Linked DNA regions of Pan troglodytes: region 1 is linked to region 2. The links are chromatin contacts, called in public Hi-C maps. All regions are on one chromosome and are shown on one strand. Each heading gives the region's core, a stretch centred on a gene start, on an enhancer-like site or on the middle of the called end of the contact. The rest is flanking DNA. Distances are from core to core; before and after follow the strand shown. Region 1 has its middle 37 kb from the start of KCNJ1. Region 2 has its middle 43 kb from the start of ETS1.

Region 1 (7,794 bases), core at 2,933-5,432, 200 kb before region 2:
GTTTCTTTATTTGTAGAATGGAGTTTTGTAATAGAGTTAAGGAGGGGATTCAATGAAATAATGGATGTGAAAAATCCATCTGTTGAAAGTAAATGGCTGTGGATATGGCAACACGAGGTGGGAGCAATGGGTTTGAAGGTGAGGAATGAAGGGGAGGACACTGGTCCCAGAGCAGACCCTGAGCCTGATGCTTCAAGGGCAAAGAAAGCAGAGCCCAGGGTAGGGCCTGATGGAGACCAGTGGAGGCCTGGGACAAGAACAGTGCCTGCAGGGGTCTGTCCCAGCTGGGATAGGCTATGAGTTGGGGGGATTTGAGTAGAATCCTGGTGCTTTGGGTTTGTCTTCAATTCAAGAGATGCTCATTTTGGGTTTACTGTGAGCCAGGCACTGGGCAGGCAAAAAAGAGGAAGCAAGGGTCCTGCCTACTGCAGAAAAGATCCCAGAGCTCCAACCAGTTCAGAGGACGAGAGTTAAACTGGAAAACTGCTGATATCGCGGAGAACCTTTTTATTGTCTTATGCCATGTGCTTATAATAGTTTCAGCAAAAACAATATTGACTCCACTGCTAACAATAAGACTATTGATTACAGTCTTAAAAGTATTTGGGATTAAACATTTTTAAATCATCCATCCTATAGATATTCTTTATATAGCAATGTACAATCAACACAGTGATAAAGTCACTTGAAGTAGTTCTTTTCTCCATGTGATCAGGTACCAACTGGACATAGGTTCATTTGTTTCCATTTATTTCCAATCGTTAAAGTCTGTTTATTGTTTTCCTTTTTTGATTTCACCATTTCTTTTATGAATTATGCAAGGAATTTATATAATTTCAAAACCACAGAAAAGGGTTTAGAAAACATGCTTCCATTCCTGTGCCCTCCACTCTATTTCTTCCCGTTCTATAAAGGGTAAGCATCTTTATTATGTTGTATCCTGTGGTGGTTTCTTTGTGAAAGATGTAAGCAATGCATATGTGACATGTTAGTATTTACATGCTGCTCCATTCTTACACAAAAGGTAACACTCTAGAAACACCGTTCTGCAGGGTTTTCTTCACCTAATAGAATGTTCTGCAGATCACTATGTAGGGATAAGTGCTGATAATACCAACATCTCTGGGACACCCTCCCTCACCTTCGTGGGTGCTCTTGCAGTAGTTGCTGGGATCTTGCTCCAGAGGCCCCTGCTGTGCAGTTTTGAGCCTGAGAGATGGTGGCTTTTTCTGTTTTGCCTTCCTGAAAGCTTCCCTCGCTTTGCAGGGTGACTCTAGGGCTGATTCTGCCTACCCTGCTGGGGAATAAGCTGGGCTCTCAACCGGGCTCCCAGTGGGAGGCAGTCTGCCCAGGACCAACAGCTCTTTGAGGATCAAACCTCCCTGGAATTTTGGCTGGGTAGAAAATCAGAAGTATCCTCAAGAGAGACATCCCACTCCAGTACATGGGGTGGGGGCTTGGCTGGAGAGGGGGGATTCAATTCCCAGAGCATTCTGGATAACCCCCTTTTGATTAGAATCCTCTGACCCTTTGGGGTTAGGGTCATGGAGCTCACCATTGTGTGGAAAATTTTGTGCGCAAGTATATTAAAATTGAAATGAAGTTAATTAATGAAATGAATAAAGGCTACAAACTAAGTATGAAAAAAGTGCTTGAAGGAGGCAGGGGAAGGCTTCTAGGAGGAGAAGGCAGTTGATCTAGGTTCGAAGTGTGGTTACGACTTGACAGAGGGAAAGGCGAAGGGTAGAGAGGTGTGACCTGGTGGGCACGTGTTCCAGACGAACGGAGCCACAGGAGCGTGAATGTGCCTGGGGGCTCTGGGAAGTGCCGTGCAGTTTTACATGGCCACAGCATGGCCATGTGGAAGGAATGGTCCAAAGAGGCAGAAATTTGGTGCCAAGCCGACTTGAGTTTGAGTCCTGGCTTCATCAGTCAAACCACCAGAGTCTTTGAGGGGTCATGGGATGATTAAACAAGTATTTTGAGACTATATCTCTTGTGTTGGCATGAGGGACAGATTAGAGAATTAGAGGCAGAAACTAACTTTTGAGGGAGGCAGAGAAAGTGTTGTCATTTCCATTTTTCAGGATGGGAAACTGAGTCTCAGAGACCCTATGACTTGCCCAGGTCATGTAGCTGTGAAGTGGGGAAGCAGGGGTCAGAAGCCAGGGTGCCTGCCTGCTAGTTAGCCCAGCGTTCTTTCCTGTGCCTCTCCCCTTTCCTGGAGCCACCCACAAACTTTGTGCCTGGCAGTCACTGTTCCTGAAGGAAAATGCACCTGGAAGGTGGTAGCCAGGATCAGAAAGGCAGGTGAGTCTGGGAATGGATAAAGCCCTGCACCCTTGCACTGCTTCTTTTGGGAACACAGAGGCCACGTGTATCTACAGTTGCACTTAGCATCTGAGGAAGCTGGGAAGCCCTCACTGGAAGGGAAGACACGGAGGCACCTTCATCTACACCAACAAAGTGAAAGTAAGCAATCACTAATGAGTGGGCTGTTGAGGCCACCAGCAAAGTTGTTTTTAGTTGAACTAAAAATGGCAAGTAGAGACCACAATTATCCCTATGGTTATCTCAGTTCCCCACATGAATGGCCAGATGCAACCTGAACCTGTGATAGCCTCTGAAAAACACAGCCTGATGAAGCATAAAAGAAAAAAGTAGGCAAGGAAGGAGGAGGGATGAAGACAAGAAATAAGGTGCAAGGTTCAGGGGCTTTGAAGACAGACAGATTTGGGTCAAATCCCAGATTTCCCACTTATTGGCTGTGTTTAGCTTGAACAAGTTCTTAGCCTTTCTGAGTCTTTTTTCCAGTTGTGAACAACAACAATACCTACCTTAAAGGGATAGTGTACAGATATAGTATGAAATAATATTTAACAAAACACTATGTAAAGAACCTAGCACTATGACTGATATAGGCTCCCAATAAGCGGTAGTTTGAGTGATGACGATTATTCTGGCGATGATGGGCAAGGCCAAGGCAGGGTGGGTCTGGCTGATGAGCGGGGGTCCCATGCTGTGCCCTCGTTTCCTCTGTCCTGGGCCTCATCGTTTCCCAGCCTACATTCCTGGCCTTGCTTTCCATTTCCAGGCTTGATTTTAACCTGAGACACAGTAGCTCACCTTCCTCCCTGTGCCTGCCTCCGAGGTGAACTCACAGAATCCTAGAAGCTTAGCGGTGAGAGGGACCTAGACAAAGCCTGACCCTACCCTGTTATTTCACAAGTGGAGAAACTTAGGGCCCCTAAGTTTCTGCAGGGGGGCCTGTTCAAGAGGAATAATGTGTCTTAACGAGCTTCAGAAAAGTCGATTGCTGACCCATCCTATGCTTCAGATTTCCCCCTGGGTGGGAGTGAAGACAGGGGAGGGTAGGGGTCGAGGGGGGATCCTACTAGAATGGGCAATCCTGAACTAACCCGCACTTTGTTGGCGAGGTGTGCTTTGGCCAGCAGGTGGCGCCATACACTTCCAGATCGCAAAAGTGAAACTGACCTGGTTGAAAAGCAGTCTGCCTCTGATGGTTAAGAGGGCTTGGCTATACCCAGAAAGCTCTTAATAATGCTTAGAATATTTAACAGCGATATATAAAATATTGGGCCTTCTAGTCATTGCTGGGGTGATAAAATGACCGTGAAAGACATAAAAAATTTAAATTGTGATTTAAATGTAGAAGTTTATCATTCTAGAGAGATTAGACTGGCTCGAAGAGGAAGTTGTTACCATGTGTTAGAGTCTATGAGATTCCATGTGCTTTACATTTTCCTGACAATAAAGCTGACATAATACCATGACTCCCATTTTACAGATGAGAAGTCTGAGGCCCAGAGAGGTTAAGATGCATGCTCATGGTCCATACACGGCTAGTCAGGGCAGAGCTGCTATGTATCTATATATTCAACATTTATACAGAGTTTATTATGAGCAGACATTATTTTAAGTGCTTTATAAGTATCTACTCATTTAATCCCAGTAAAAACTGTAGATAGCAGAACAGGTACTTTTGAAAGCACAGGTTAGTCTGGGTCAAAATTCATGGGCTTCCCCAGGAACAGGCCAGCTCCTATCTCCCGGAAGCCTGAGTCCAAATTCTTTTTCAGTTGCTTTCATATGAATTTGGTAACTCACTTACCCTCTCTGAGTTGTGGGTTTCTCATTCGTAAGCTGATGATAATGAAACCAACCCCATGTGGCTGTTGAGAAGATCAATTAGTAAAACACATGACACAGAATTAACCACAAAGTCATATTCCTTGTTAAGGGATTATTTTTACCACAGACACCTAATAGATGAATTCACATAAACGCATGTTTGTTGCAGGATTATGTGTAGGGGTGAAAAGCCTAAGTGTACTATGACAGGGAAATCAGTTAATGCAGTGTGAAATGCTACGCTATTTTTTTTTTTTTTTTTTTGAGACGGAATCTCCCTCCTGTCACCCAGGCTGGAGTGCAGTGATGCGATCTCAGCTCACTGCAACCTCCACCTCCCGGGTTCAAGCGATTCTCCTGCCTCAGCCTCCTGAGTAGCTGGGATTACAGGCATGCTCCAACACTCTCGGCTAATTTTTTGTATTTTTAGTAGAGATGGGGTTTCACCATGTTGGTCAGGCTGGTCTCAAACTCCTGACCTCGTGATCCATCTGCCTCGGTCTCCCAAAGTGCTGGGATTACAGGCGTGAGCCACTGCGCCCAGCCTGCTATTTTAAACAAACATTTGGGCACTGAGCAATGTCCTACAGACACATTTAGAAAATAAAATACACTAGGAGCTCCATGGAGCTCATATTCTTGGGGCAGCTGACAGGGCACACCAATGTCAGAGGGGAGAATTGGCACAAGGCATCCTTACCTAGTGTGAGGCACTGAGGAGAGAGAGCTTCTCTGAGAAAAAGACATGGAACTGAAATGTGAAGCAAAAGGAAGAGTTAGACAAATGATGGGTGGAGGGGAGTCCAGGAAGAGGAAATGTGTCCAAAGTTCAGGATGTGAGAGCACAACACTCCATACACCACATCTTAAAAATAAGGAATGATTTTAGACAATGTCCTCAAAACATCAAATGAAAGAAGTGTGTACCAGAAATTATAAACATTTTTTTAGCTAAAAAAGGTTTTCAGTGTGAAATGTTTTTTAAAATGTAGAATTTTGTTGCATATATATGTGCATATACGTGTACCCAAAAAGACTCAGAAGTAAACATAAATTCATTCTTTCACTTATTCACTCACTCTATCATTCACTCATCAAATGTGTTTTGAGAGCCTGCGGCACTGGGGCCTGCTGAGGCCCCTGGGATAGAACAACAAAGACAGTCCAGGGCCCACCTTCGTGGACTGACTTCCTAGAGGAGGGAGACAGAAAATAAGCAATGCATGCATACATTTAAAATAATTTCAAACAGGCTGGGCGCGCTGGCTCATGCCTATAATCCAAGCACTTTGGGAGGCCCAGGTAGGAGGATCACTTGAGCCCAGGAGTTTGAGACCAGCCTGGCAACATAGCGAGACTCCATCTCTACAAAAAAATGGAAAAAATAGTCCGGCATGGTAGCACACGCCTGTAGTCCTACCTTGAGAGACTGAGGTGGGCGGATCACTTGAACCCAAAAGTTTGAGACCAGCCTGGGCAACATGGTGAAAACCCGTCTCTACAAACAGTACAAAAATTAGCCAGGCATGGTGGTGCACACTTGCAGTACCAGCTACTCAAGAGGCTGGGGTGGGAGAATCACCTGAGTCTAGGAGGTGGAGGCTGCAGTGAGCTGTGATCACACCACTGCACTCCAGCCTGGGTGACAGAGCCAGACTCTATGTCAAAAAAAAAAAAAAAAAAAAATTCAAATAGCGATACAAGAAAATACACAAGTGTGATGACGTGGAGAACAACTCACAGGGAGGGTGTTTCCTCAGACCAAGTGGTGAGGGGAGGCCTCCCTGAGGAGGAGCCACCGAGGGCCAAGCCATAGGAAGAAGGACCCAGTCATGCAGACTTGGGTGGAGAATATTCTAGGCCAGTGGCCTTCAATCTCGGACACACATTGGCATCATCCGAGAGCCTCAGAAACTACTGCTGCTTGCCACTCCTCAACCCTTTGAGTCTGCCTTATTGGCTGTAGGGGGACAATCTGGGCCTTGGGATTGTCACAGGAATTTTCCTAAGCTCTCCTGGTGACTCTGAGAATGCTGACTCCTGAGAACCCCAGGTCTAGTGGAAGTGACTCACAGCATGATCTGATCAGCTTTGGGTGGGAGCATACTAGTCATCAAATAACAGAGACCGATGTCCAGGTCTTTGAAAACCCCCAGGGCACCAGAAAATCCTGACTCCAGAGGTCTGCAGAGGGGCCCGGGGATTCTGTTTTCATAACATGTGCTGTCAGGTGACTGTATCCACTGCCAGGCCCAACAGATATCCTCTGCTAGGACAAATGAGAAACCCACAGCTCAGATGACCAGTATGACCACTATGCTCCCACCCGAAGCTGACCGGATCATGCTGTGAGTCACTTCCACTAGACCCGGGGTTTCTAATACTTCTAATATTTCTAATATTCTGAATTTTACAGATTTTCTATCATGACAATACATTTCTTTTATCATAATTTTTGACAAAAGGTAATTGAGAGGACATTGTAGTGGAGCTAGATGAAATTCTGGGCCTGGATTAGATCTGGTAAATTTGAATTCCAGTAAATAGCAGTGCAATCTGGGAAGAAGATGTTACCTTTCTGGGTCGCTGGTTCTCTCATCTCTAAAATGAATCCTATCATCCTACAACTCCACGAACTGGAGCTGCAGGTGAAGAAGAACAGACGGCAGCCTGAACAATGAGCCACCTGACTCCATGCAAGGGGAGTTTCCAAATAGCAGCCACCTCCGAACCTCCAAGCTCCGCAGGATCTTAGCTTTTGTTTTTTAACTAGTTTTCACGTGAACTCAATTTCTGGGGTTTTCTTATGGTAGGCTCTGAATGAAACACAAAAAAGTAAAGCACAGTCTTCTCTTTGTCCCATTTCTCTCAAGTTGACCCTGCTTTCCACACCCATTTCTCCACGCCCATTACAGCACTGCCACCGCACCTCCAAGGCCCTGGGTGGAATCGGCTCAGGCCAGCTGGCAAGAATGCTGTTCTCTGTGGCCTCTGAGTTTTGCCAATACTCTATGTCCACTTCCCAGAATCATTCTCTTGCCTTTTCCACTTTCCCCTCGGAGAACACAAGCGTGGGCAGTCAGGCTCTCTCCTACCCGGTCACCCACACTCTTGAGGCCTCTGTTGCAAAGTGAAGAGGAAGGAAAGACCGACTGTGCTTTTGTTTCTTTTTCAGCTTCCTGATTTCATTCTGGCCCTGCCTTTGACCAGGGCCATCCCTGAGCTGCTTGGTCATGATTTCTGCTAAGCAAGAGGGCAGTGACTAACTAGGAAGCAGTGCAGTGTGGTGGGGAAGGCCCCTGGATCCAGAATCCTCTCCTGGCTCTGTCCCCAAGGAGCTGTCACTTCAGTTTTGTGGCCCCTAGGGGGTGGGAGCATTCCTGTAAAGAGCTGATGGGTGCATCTTTTCCTAGCTCTGGATTCAGTGTCATGCTGGCACCCTGACACCAGTGGTGGCGGAAAGCTTATGTCTTGGGAATCGGCAAATGTGATCACTCAGGGCCTACTGTATTAGTCTGTTCTCACGCTGCTAATAAAGACATACCCAAGACTGAGTAATTCATAAAGGAAAGAGGTTTAGTTGACTCACAGTTCAGCATGGCTGGGGAGGCCTCAGGAAACTTACAATCATGGCAGAAGGGG
Region 2 (7,311 bases), core at 3,047-5,546:
GGCCTGTCCTACCAGCCTGGCTTCCCAGTCTTGACCTCCCGCTCCAATGATCTGCATCTCCGCTCCTCTCCTTTCCAGCCCCAGAGTCCTGACCTAGATCTTGGCATCACTGCTTTCCATAGCAAAGTTGATGTTCTAGTCTTAGACTGGTCTCTTACTCTGTTAGTTTTCTTATGAGTAAGACTGATCTTTGATCTCACAGTTACCTCTGATCCCCTGGTCTCCCCACTTCCTTCTTTTCCCCCCTATGGCTGATCATCTGGACCACACTCCATCAACATTACCCTTGGCTGTCTTGGGTCATGACCATTCTTCACTAGATTCTATGGATTATAAGGGCAGAGTTTGTATTGCTTTTTTCCACCCTTCATATTCAGAGTAGTGCATTGCAAAAACAATAAATATTTGTCAACTGAATAAATTTCACACACATCCAATGAATTCCCAAGCCTGGCTCAATGCTACAAGTCATTGCTTTTGATCTTACACCTTGAGAAGCAGAATAGGGATAAAACAAATCACACAACCATGCTGACTTAAAAAAAAATAACTGTAGTTTTTTTAAAAACTACAACTTTACAACTAAAATTCATCGTCTTTTAACTCAGCTAGAATTCAGAGCTTCTCACCAACTCTTTCACTTGTTCTAGGTCAGCTTTTTCTTCCATGACCCTTACTACCTAGTTCACGCCTCTACCCCCTCACTTCAAGCTTTCTTTTACTATTTCAGCCTCCGTTCTAACACTCTTTTAATTCCCATTTCATGAAAAAAAGTGAGACTATCAGGAATTGTGTTTTCCATGTGTCTACTTGGCTCCTGACACACTTTTAAAAACACTGTTCTGCACCTATACTGACCTCTTAACTCCTAATAAGTGGCCACTCTACCTGTTCCCAGCCTGGCAAGAAGCTTTGAGGCTAGACCCCTTCAGGACATCAGGGAGCCCCATTTTCTGCTCCTTCCCAGAAAGAGAGCTGTCACTGGGCAGCCAGGATTATGACGAAGCCAGGGGTGGGGACCCGGGGAGGCGGCCTGTGACCTGACTTGGAGCACCTGCATGGTAACAGGAGCTTTTGAGGCCATCTACTTTCCTCCACTGAGCTTGTGGGAGAAGACAGGGTGTTCACGAGGCTGACATCGGTGATGTTCCAGGCTTCAGGTTATCCCCGGGGATCTGGAGGTAGAGGTTTTCAGGACAATGGTGCTGCTTTCTCGACAAGCAGAGCAACCCTCTGTCTGGTTCTTTTTGCCAAATAGACTTTCACTTCTCTCCCGTGGACCCAGGCTGCGCAGAGCACAGGAGGCAAGGCCCAGAGCCCAGGGAAGCCCCGAGGGCTTATTGCAGGGCCAGAGACTTGCCAGAGCCTGCTGTGGCCAGGCCCCACTTGAGCTGGGACTTGGGCTTCTGATTGCATTGGGTCTCATACGGACCTTTGTTTTATGGATATTTAAAAATCACAGAAATGCTAAAGGTCAGGCCTGGGACCCTTGTGACTTCTTTACTGGCCCAGTGGTCACCTCTTCCATCACAAAGGTCACTGAGTGTGGCTGGGCTGATGTGATTTACCTACCTTAAAAACCTTATGTACTATGAAGGAGAATTTAGTAATGCCTTTTTTCCTAACCTTCTTGTTTTTCTTTAATCTTCTCCACCCCTGTTTTGTTACAAAACACCTCTGAGTTGGATTCTAGTCTCCCCGGAAGTCCTGGGTGGTAGAGGCTTTTCTTTGTGGTGATTATGGGCTCTCAATTAGAAATTAAGAGAGGCCTCCATAGCCAGCCCCTTTGGTCATAAAGCCATCATCTTGTCCTCTGGAAAGAGGTGATAAATGACACTCAAACAGAAAACTAGCTCTGCGGGAGACCCCGGCCCTGTGACTCTTTCTGTGTCATCTCAACCTCAGGCCAGGTGTGCACATCTCACAGGAGCTCCAGTCACCCTTGTGAATGATCCTCATTCTCTGAAAACCAAAGAGCCTGCGCATGGCTAATAGGACAAGCTGCAACTCCCCCAGAGGACTCACAAGGCCCTTTCTAGCCTGGCTCCCCACTTCCCACCTCATGCCTCTCCTGGTCCCTGGGAGTCCCCACCCCAGGCCTCTGTGCTCTGTACCCTCTTGTCTGCATTGCTCCAGAGCAGCTCAAATAACTCCCCTCTGGGAGAGTCCTCGGTGTGACCCTCTGCCCCACATTATAGGCATGTGCTCTCGGCGCTGTCCTGCAGCTGGCTCTGGGTAGCTGATGGAAAAGGGGCACCACCTGCTCATCCGTGTGCCCAGCAGCTCCCAGCACCATGCCTGATGCCAGATGGGAGCCTGGGAAGAGCTTGCTGAATAATGCAGGGGCCCTAGGTGTGCATGTGAAGGTCTTAGCAGTGCCCGGACTTGTCAGAGGCTAGAGGGGTCTGCCCAGGCCCAGGGTGGGTTTGGGTGTCTGCCTCTTTCCCGGCATCTTTTGGGAGATGCAGCGGTTGGCTGCATTGCACCACCAGTATTTGGGCAGAAGGGGTCTCTGTAGGTGCAGAACACAAGTTCTCAAGGCTGCTACAGTTGAAGGAAGCTACTTCGTAGTTGAATAGATTCAGACTTCTTGAAAACCCAGCTCATGCTCATTAACTGCTATCCTGGGAGACACTCAGCACCTTTAGTTTCTTGAAAGCAATGCCCCCCTGCATTTGGCCTCCCATTGGAAGATATGTTTCAAGATCCCTCTCCACACAGAAGACAGTTTCTTGCCCCTCTCCTCGCATCCCAAAACTCATCTGTCTTTTTCTTTAAAATATTGTATGCAAAGGAGTTTCTCCTTGTATTTGTTTCTCCTTGCATTTGTAACAGATGTAATTGGGAAGTGATTCCTGAACTAACTTTTTCTCCTATTGTTACAGGTTAATGTCAACAATCAGAATACTAATAATTTATAGTAAGAGTTAGTTAATTTTTTGGATTCATACATAATTTTTAAGTAATATGCCAACTGTCCAAATACTATGTACTGGTTTTCTTGCCCATTAATTTGATGCTTCCTTTTCATATAATTTTTCCCCATAATGAGATATCACCTTACACTAGTGAGGATGGCTGTTATCAAAAGAACAAAAGATAAAAAGTGTTGGTGAGGATGTGGAGAAATTCGAACTCTGGCGCAGACGGTAGGAATGTAAAATGGTATAGCCGCTATGGAAAACAGCAGGGAGGTTCCTCAAAAAGAGGAAAACAGAACTAATATAGGATCCAGCCATTCCACTTGTAGGTATTTATCCAAAAGAATTGAAATCATGATCTTGGAGAAATATTAACATGCTCATGTTCATTGTAGCACTGTCAAGATGAGCTAAGATGTGGAAACAACCTAAATGTTCATCAATGGGTGAATAAAGAAAATGGGTGGATACAGACAGTGGAATATTACTCGGCCTTAAAAAAAATGAAAATCGTGCCATATGTGACAACATGGATGGACCTGAAGGACAGTATGCAAAGGGAAATAAGCCAGTCACACGAGCATTAACTGATTTTCCTACATGCAGTAAGCATCCTCTTAGTCATCTCTTCTTACTGATTCCCTGCCTCTATGGTAGCTTTTATTAATGTGGTCGACCAAGAATGGGAATAATTACGGCTATTATTTGTTGGGCATTTATTCTGCGCCAGTCCAGGGCTACGTGGTTGACATTTCTCTTTCTAGTCCTCACGGTGGTCCCACCTGGTAAGTATGGGCATCAGTGTGACATGTGGTGGTGAGTCCAGGCTCCGGACTGCACCACATGCGTTCAGCCCTGTTTTTTTCAGTTAGCAGCTGTGAAGCCTTCTGACTCACTCCAGGCCCTAGTTTTCTTATTTGTACAAAGTGGGTACTAATAGCACACAAACTAGAGGGTTTTAGCGAGAACTAAATGAGCTAACACATCCTAAACACTTAGGACAAAGCCTGCACATAGTAAGCAATAAAAAAAATTACTTTGTATTCTACATTATACAGAAAGAGAAAGTGAGTTAGAGAGATTAAGTAACTTGTCTGTGCTGGAATTCAATCCAAGGCCTTTGACCTGTTTTATGCCAAAGCTCAATCTCTTCTCAACTATGTGGGAACATGCAGAAATAGCTTGTTGTTGTCAGAACTGGGTTTTGAATGCAGCTATTGGGTTTTGCCACACGCTAACCTGCCTTTGGGCCTAGATGGTGGTTTGTCTTGGCTGGTGGGATAGGGAGGGCTGGAGGTTCCTCATTTTATCCTCTTTTACTGTACCCCTCTACGTTGGCCTTCAGGGGGCGCCATTGAGCTGTATTCGCTAGGTTCCAGGAGGAAGGACCTCAGGACAATTTGAAATTACACATGATGAAAAGAAAAACTCAAAGGCCGAAATCCAAACTGCTAAGACTTTTGTCTTTATGAAAAAACAGTTCCTAAAAAACAAAATTCCTCCCCTGGAAGAATGAGAGGACTTTTCAGAAGTCAAGGTTATTGCAATGTTTTTTTTTTTTTTTCTGTGCTCAACATACCTGTACTTAAAAAAAAAACAACAAACAAAAACTATAAAGTTACTTCAAAATAGAACAAAACAAAAAAGCACCAAAGACACTGAAATACAAAAACTTTGGAGACCGGAGATAATTTTCAGAACCTGCAACCTTAACCTTGTCAGGGAAGGTGTTCTAAAACCTGTCTCTCCATCAACAGAATAAAACAAATGTTTAACTCTGGTTAATGCTAACAAGGATCTAACACATCGGAGAGCATGGAAGCCCTGGAAAATAATTGCGACCAATTTTCCTTTGCTGATTTGCCAAATCTGAGGTTCCAGACGGCGTGACTTCCCTGGAAGCATTCAACAGGAAAGCCCACCTGTCTCCATGGCCAGCCTTAGCCCACCTGGGGCCTTGCCACACCTACTATCTGACCTCTGGCCTAATCCCAATGCCAGCCTGTGAAGCCAGCTTCTATGTGGAACCAGTGCTCTTGGAGAATTGTCAAAGCCCCATGATGACCCTTTGTCCACAAATGGTGTACAGTCTGATCATTCTTTGTCTCTCTCTCTCCTCTCAGGCATACATTAAATGTGGGAGAGAGCTATCCTGCTCAAAAGAGAGTGCTCCTCATTCTGACACATCTGGAAATCATCTGGCAAATGTCTTCTGACCATCTCTGAGTGAAAAAGCCTTCAAGTACCTCAGCCCATTTCAGCTCCACAACTTTCTCTTGTGATCATCCCTGTTTTACAGGATATGGAGGGGTAAGGTGACTTCAGTGTCACCTAGCTCCTGGAGTCGCTATGTTGAGGTTCTGGCTCTTTTGATTTAAGTCCAGGAATCTATAAATGACCAGATCTTCAACTTTTGCTGAGCAGAACCTGGGGCTGAAGCTAAAATTCACACAGCTTCATCCTTCATTGGCTGTCTCTCCTCACCTTTGCAGGGCTTCCTGGGGCTGTCCTGATAAGAGAATCTTTGCTATGATCCCCTCAAATCCCTCCCTTTGGCAAAATGATTAGGGCCTATCTGATGGAATGTGAGGTACACTCAGAAGTCCCCTCCAATCTCCCCCAGGGTCCCCGATTTTGATCTTAGCCTTCCTGGCTTCATGCTCACCATTACCTGCTGCAGCCCTGGCCAGAATTCTTCCATTCTGTAGAATGCAAACACCTTCAGAAGGGGATGGCTACTTTCATCCCTAAGGTCTTAATGTGATCTGGTTTAGAACTCTTTTCTTTGTGGGAGGGGGAAAACTAGGAGTAGGAAGCAAAAGTAGAAGGGTCAGGAAGTGCTAAGGGGAAGGGATGGGGTGCTGCCTTTCCATGTGGCTGACGGCCGAACTTGGTTCTGGGTGCATGGGTTCTGAGACCACCCTCGATGACACAAAGTGTGTTTAAATACAGGGTGTCCTGATGTGGGATGCAAAACAACACCCACCCTCTCCCCCGGCCTACCCTCATAAGCCGAATATTAATTTTACGCCCCACAAACACTTTGATGGCATCAATGCGGTATAACAGTACATTCTGTTTTCTGCCATGCAGTGTGGGTGATCACTCAGTGCTCTTTGGTAGTGATGAAAGAATCAGACTCCACTGCAGAAAACACCTCATTCTATTCTCAGAAGGTCAGTCATGAGAAATGGAGCTTTCTTTAAAACAGGCTTACAGAAAACAAAAACACGAACTTTTTAGCTTATTAACAAAAAAGCTCTCCATCTGCTTTTTTTTTTTTTAATAAACAGATATAGTTAATAGTTTACGGATTTTAGCTGTGGTTTTTCCTTTTTCGTTTGTTTATGAAATGTTTTTGCTTTTCAGTTTTAAGAAGAAATTTCACACCTCCCTCTGAATTTCTCATGACTTTGACTGCTGAGCTAAACTTGCCATTCTTGTACCCCGTGCTGTGCTGATAAGAGAATCTTTGCTCTGTAACCCTCAAACACAAATATCTCCCAAATGTGAAGACATTTCAGGATCTCTCCACAAATACAATCTTTAAGACTTACACTTTGGCAAATCTTCAAGCCCCAAACACCTTGCCACTCCATCAGTGGCCCTAATTCAGAGTGTATACCTCTCTGAAGGCCACCGGGGTGTGATCACGTGGGAGACATCTGAGCAATCTCCAGGGTCACTGGGCAACCCCAGACACACACAACCTGCCCAGAGGGGCCTGGTGTATTTCTTTCTCAGGCGGCAGCTGGATTCTAACTTACTGCAAACAGGTCACATTCAGTGACTTGACGCACAGATGGGGCATGGCAATGTCAAGCAGCACTCTTTCTTCATCGCTGTCCCTATTTCTTCCCTCAGTGTTTCAGCCAGGGTGGTCCTGATAAGAACTCTGTGGGCAACCAAGTTCAGCTCCTGAGCTCATTTGGGGTAGTTGTGGAAGGAGCTAGGTGAGGAAGGAGGAGAGCAGGCTCTGGAAGGGTGTGGCAGCCTCCCTGTCATTCTTTCTCTCTCCTCCCCTTTTCCTCCCTACTGTCCTTACACGAATGGTTTTCCTGGGTTTATCCTCTTCTCCTATAGGTGATAAAATCTCCCCCACCTCTCACAACACCTCCAATAAGGACAAAGGAGGGCTGGCATGCTCCTTCTGGTGGTCATTTGTTGCAGGACACCAGTATAGACTGTCACCCAAGTAGCAAGAAGAGAGGGGTCTCTTTTGATTTCTGGGGCGAGCCTGGCACTGATCTGGCTGGCTTACATGACTCAGCCAGGTTCAAGCTCCCCCGTGTCCCATGGCGTGAGGGTGTTTGCAGCTGTGAGTAGATCCAGTCACAGTGACCCCAGCAGCGCCAGGTCAGGGTGGGCGGTGGGGCAGGGGGCGGGGGCG

The links. A called contact is a pair of places that touch in the nucleus more often than the background predicts.
Region 1: a Hi-C map of stem cell-derived neural progenitor cells shows a contact between it and region 2, with 6 times the contacts expected there. The contact joins two enhancer-like sites. A contact is called at or near these places in 4 of 7 Hi-C or Micro-C datasets (blood, induced pluripotent stem cells and stem cell-derived neural progenitor cells) and 1 of 1 other capture datasets (stem cell-derived neural stem cells).

Annotation. Positions count from the first base shown.
Region 1 is chr9:130,759,944-130,767,737 of NHGRI_mPanTro3-v2.0_pri, reverse strand. No RefSeq gene overlaps it. Among named protein-coding and RNA genes, the nearest start is that of KCNJ1, 37 kb to the left of the region's middle. Within about 2 kb of position 4,182, at least 1 of the 24 cell types and tissues checked has an H3K27ac peak or open chromatin away from gene starts, as enhancers often do.
Region 2 is chr9:130,560,451-130,567,761 of NHGRI_mPanTro3-v2.0_pri, reverse strand. No RefSeq gene overlaps it. Among named protein-coding and RNA genes, the nearest start is that of ETS1, 43 kb to the right of the region's middle. Within about 2 kb of position 4,296, at least 1 of the 24 cell types and tissues checked has an H3K27ac peak or open chromatin away from gene starts, as enhancers often do.